2 separate regions of the Zea mays genome follow, and region 2 is linked to region 1. A link is a contact called in public Hi-C data. All regions are on one chromosome and are shown on one strand. Each heading gives the region's core, a stretch centred on a gene start, on an enhancer-like site or on the middle of the called end of the contact. The rest is flanking DNA. Distances are from core to core; before and after follow the strand shown. Region 1 holds the start of LOC109940317. Region 2 holds the start of LOC100282850 (iron-sulfur assembly protein IscA).

The links. Hi-C and Micro-C count contacts between places; a contact is called where the count stands out from the background.
Region 2: a Hi-C map of leaf shows a contact between it and region 1, with 2.3 times the contacts expected there. The contact joins the promoter of LOC100282850 here to the promoter of LOC109940317 in region 1. A contact is called at or near these places in 5 of 25 Hi-C or Micro-C datasets (ear, endosperm, leaf and 1 more).

Annotation. Positions count from the first base shown.
Region 1 is chr6:80,663,815-80,666,514 of Zm-B73-REFERENCE-NAM-5.0, reverse strand. It overlaps LOC109940317, which reads right to left and starts at 1,267. Exons shown (of 1, transcript XM_020539787.3): 1 at 368-1,267. The coding sequence starts at 1,113. The coding sequence ends at 745.
Region 2 is chr6:80,902,836-80,905,535 of Zm-B73-REFERENCE-NAM-5.0, reverse strand. It overlaps LOC100282850 (iron-sulfur assembly protein IscA), which reads right to left and starts at 1,270. Exons shown (of 3, transcript NM_001371885.1): 1 at 932-1,270. The coding sequence starts at 1,103.

The sequences.
Region 1 (2,700 bases), core at 18-2,517:
GTTGTTTATTAATGAAAACTGCCGAAAGAGCAGCAAACACATTGTGTTTTATACTATAGACTGCAAGGATTCATGTGGTGAAGTATTTATTGATTTATATAAACATAGCTATGTTCAGGTATGTTGCATACTTGAACGTGATCAACTCTGATTTTTAATGTTTAGAGCTAGGAAAAGGTATATCTTTATGACCTATGTATCCCTGTACAACCACTTGCAATTAATGTATGTTCTGCCTATAATATCTGTTCGTTTTCTTCAAAATTATAAATGGGCATACATGCAGTTAAAATGTTAAACTCAACAATGTTTCCCTTATATATATTTGCACAGAAAAAATGTGTTATAAAATGTGAGGAAAACCATATGTTCAAAACTATAAAAGTTTACTGAATTATCACTTATATTATGAAATGTGTATATATATGTACAACTTGCTTGAAACAATATAATATTGTTACAACTTATAATACGCTCGTTTATCTTACAACAAACACCGGAACTTGGATTCCTTTGCTTTGCTCTTACGTGCTTATTTACTCAAACATATATACAATAATCATACATTATACTATGCTACTAAGCAGATCGCTACGCGCGCATAGGCACGCACCATACACTAGTACTATACAATATACTACAATATATACATATAATGATTAGTACAAAAATACAGGGTCCTGCTGCAGTCTCCTTGGCAGTCCGTACACGAATCGGGGCATCTGAGCGGTCCATGGCTTCGATTCAACCGGGAACGAAGAGGGCGAAGAAGCCACCGGCGGTGGTGGCGACGGCGAGCGCCCAGACGACGGCCGCGGCGGCGGCCGACGGCATGGCCGCCGCAACCTTCCAGGCGAAGGCCACGGTGAGCAGCGAGGTGAGCGGCCACACAGCGCGTCTCGCCCGCGCCCTGGCCGGGGACCCGGGCGCCGCGCGCTCGTAGTCACGGAGGCAGCGGAAGAGGAGTAGCAGAGCGGAGTACGAGCCTGTTACCAGCAGGATGGACGCGAAGTCGCCCCACGCGCGGTAGATGGCGACCCCGGAGTTGAGGGTCAGGAAGCCGAAGCCGGCCGTGGTGGCCCAGGTCGGCGGGAGGTTGCGGTTGTCGGCCATGGATGGCGGAGGCAGAGGACGCTGACGTAGTGACGTTGACACGTCTTTTCTCTCGACTTCTCGAGTCTTCAAGTCTAGGAGCGACGGGTCAAGGGCAGGCTCACAACTTCATATGCTCTGTACGAAAGGCGAACATGTGGGCACCAATTTTCTGGGCTTTGTTTTTCATGAAGAACACACTTGCGTTCGTGGACAGGAAATTTTGGAAATAAACTAGGGATCCCGTGACAATCAGTAAAGCAAAGAAAATGGTAACCTCCGCTTTCAGCTAAAAGATTTTATGATACAATTCTAAGATTTTAATAATAAATACAACTAAAAGACAATATATATATATATATATATATATATATATATAGAAAGTCTGTCTCTTGTATTTTATTCACATAATAATTAGAGACCCTTAAAAGACTATATATTAAATAAAGCCTTGTATACGCTACGTTCTTAATTAATGCATGCATGTGGTTTCATGTCCTTGAAATTTAACTACAGCGCTGAGCGTAGTCTATTGGCCCATGTATTATTTTACTGAAACAAAAAAAATACATGGTTGTTTAATTTAAAGGGGAAAATATAAGAAAAGGACACCACTATACATGTTCAAACAGTATAGGTCAGCTGCCAACGGTCCATGCTATGTGTTACAAGGAAATTGAAGGATTTGAGAGATTCCTTGATATTCCTTGAATTGCAAGTGATATTCTTCCGCCTCAATCGTCTCTAATTATTTTATTATCAAACTAGTCATTAATCTATACTACTTTATTAAGAATCTAATGTGTATATCTGGTGTTATCACGGATTTACTTTTCGCTAGCTACTGCGCCTGTCCAGACGACCCCACCCGTGCAACTACCACTAGACCACAAGTATCTTAGTGTTTAGAAATAAACAATAATTACATAAAAAATAGTGCAGAGTGAGCACTTAAACCCATGCCTCCTACTCCAAAAAATTAGTGTTAATCTATACTACTTTATTAAGAATCTAATGTGGGCACCTGGTGCAATCACGGTTTTACCTTCCGCCAGCTACTGCGCCTGCCCAAACGACCCCACCCGTGCAACTATCACTAGACCACAAGTATCTTAGTGTTTAGAAATAAACAATAATTACATAAAAATAGTGCAGAGTGAGTACTTAAACCCATACCCCTCTACTCCAAAAATTTAGGGCTAACCACCAAACCACACATACCTTAGTGTTTAGATATAAACAATAATTATATTTGAATAAATATCTCAATACCTATTCATATCACATGATATATAAAAACCGTAGCAAAGCACGGGCAACTGGCTAGTGTATACTTAAGAGCAAGGGAATGAGGTTTTGTTTGGTTTGAAGGAATTTAAAGGGATTAAATCTCTTTCTAGTCAAAATTGAATATGAAGTGATTTAACCCCCTCTCAATCCCCTCACACTGCTTGCTATTTAATTTTGAATAGCAATGAGATTTTAGCCCCTCTAATTCCCTCTAATCAACTTGCTCCCAAACAAGTCCTCAATCCTCTCTAATTTCCTTGTCACCAAACCAGTCCTTAGATAATGTTTGGCTGCAAAGTTAGGTAGAATCGATCCACT
Region 2 (2,700 bases), core at 21-2,520, 240 kb before region 1:
GAAACATGAGCATATGAGTGACATGAAATAAATAATTGAAGTCCATTTCAATCTATAGCTCCACGGTTGTATTTGGAGGCAGGAAAAATGCTTACGGATCAATGTTGTGCTCACAACAACAACAACAAAGCCTTTTAGTCCCAAGCAAGTTGGGATAGACTAGAGTTGAAACCCAACAGAAACCACAAGCCAAGGTTCAGGCACAGATGTTGTGTTCATGTTAACAATTTATTTTTGAAGTTTCGTCTGGCCTACCAAATACCAATAATGAACACCAGAAACAAAATGCTTACTAGGTTGTGAGTATTGTATTTTAACATTACATACAGCTTTAGAAAGGGGAAATTTTACTTGTGGCTTGAAGAATGAAACAAGATCAAGGTAACCCCAAGTAAAACTGTCATGTAGCACAATCCTTGTGATTTATATATTGTAAGACGTACTACTTGGGAACTAGCAGTGAAGTTTAAACCTCTGTCATTCAAGGATAAATTGAATGCGGATAACCTGGCAATGAAAGAAACAAGGTCCAAACTGCCAAGCATTGAACTGAGCAACTAGGGTAGCCATTAGCCAAGAGAAAAGCTAATTCATATTAACGCGATAAGGCAATAGTATACTGTGATATGCGTGCTTAATTGGAATTCTGTTAGAATACATATCTTATACTACTGCTGACAGCCGATTTAAAGCACTTAATAATTTCTGCGGCTACGAAGCTAAGCTTGCTCTGAAAGAGTCTTGCACGTAATATATTCATATCGACTATCGTCCATGTGGCTGTGACCGTGTCCAAAAGCTAGAGAGAGCATCATGGATCAAACAGAGTTCAGTTTTCATACGTCTCCACAACCCAAGCCCAAATCCTTTGCCACGAGCATAACTTCTAATTGTGGCGCGGGGGAAATAAACACCCGGGTTGACCACGGACCTGGAGGCGTGGGGGCGCGGAGAGAGACGGCCGCTCTGCTGGCGCCGCCGTCGGCGCCGCGGGGGAAGCGGATCGAGGAGGCGGGGGAGGATGAGGAAACGGCGAGGTGGGGCCGCGCGGTGCCGGCGGGGCGACCGAGGAGGGGGCGGGACGTGGCGGAGGCGAGCGCCATGGCTGATTCGTGTCTTTGGTTGGGGGAAGAAGCAGGCGACGCGGCGAGAGAAGGAAACCAGCCGAGGAAGCAACAGGAAGAAAGATCTGGTGAGGTGGTGCGTGGTGGTCAGCGCCTCAGCGGTGCACCCAGATTCTTGGAGGCTTCAAGCATTTTCGCATCGGGCTATACGGCCCACAGGGTGCTGGCAGCTTTGAATTTTTTGTTTTATTTTGAAAAAATATTTCTAAAAAACGTTTGAGAAAAAAAAATTACACCCGTCTAATATGGCAGGGCACATACAACAATACGCCGTCTTTAAATAGTCACGTAAGCAATAATTAAAAGAAAATTCCAACATAAACGCTTGTAATTCTCTAAATTTCGGGTATAATTTTTTTTTCATACTCATTATAATCAGAATATCATCAACGTATCATAAATGTTCTCATCATGTTCATTGATTAAAGTAAAGCAGTAGCATGATACTACTCAAAATAACCAATTCCCAAAGGATAACCTAGGGCAGGAGGAACAGAACACTAGTCCATCCTTAGGTTGATCATGATATGCAGGACAATAAATTATAAAGTAAATAGGACATAATGGGTCAGAGTACACTTGCCTTCACCATGTTGCTGTTCAGGGACGTCTCCTGCAACACACTCGGAAACCTCGGACTGCTCGTTGTCTACGCAAAGCAATCATTCATTCAACGTGCTTGGAGAATGACAAGAGAACAGTACACCAAACATATGCAACAGTGTGAACACATGTTCAATAAAAGGGGTAAGACACACAGGTGCAATCTAGGTTTTGGGGTAGATCACTATGTCGAGTGGTCTATTGTTCTCTAACTAAGTCTATCTCAGTAAATTACTTACCTAAATAAACTTATTCTCGGGATGGGGTCATACATTAAATGAGGTTAGGTCTACAAATTTAAGCACTTGAATATTCACTAGGGTTTTATCTTTTATTTTACCTTTAATAAATATTCTATAACCTTACACTAACCTAGAGACTAACCACAAAATTGAGACATGGAAACAATGAATGAATATAATTTAAACAGATAGAAAATAAGATAATGAACATTTTGCAATTTGAACCATCCAATTTGGAGTTCATATGCAAAAGTTATGAAATTTACAAGTTTTAGAATTCAAAACCCTAAATTAAACCTATTTCTGTGATTATAATAAAAGTCCAAGGGTCTCTCTGCAAGAAACCAGGAACTCAGGCACAAGAAAACCGGACTGGGGGTTGATTTCTAAGAATCCGAGGGGCTATTTAACAGATTTACCAGGCGAAGGGGTAAGGGGCGTTCTCGGTCGTCCGATCTCATATCAACGACCGAAAACCGATCTCGCGGAAGAGCGAGCGCGCGGGCGAGCACTAACAGGCGGGCCAGGGCAGTCAGTGGCTCGGGGGCGAGGGCGGGCTGACCAGTCCGGCCCAGCGTCAGGGGTGCAGGCGACCGGCGAGTGGGATCCAGGGGCAGGGGGCACGCGAGAACATGTACCTAGTGATATGGGCCGCTTGATCGGGGACAGGCGGCTGAGATCAAATGCGAGGGGGTTAACTGCACGGCGGCTGACACTGCTCCCGTCCGCGA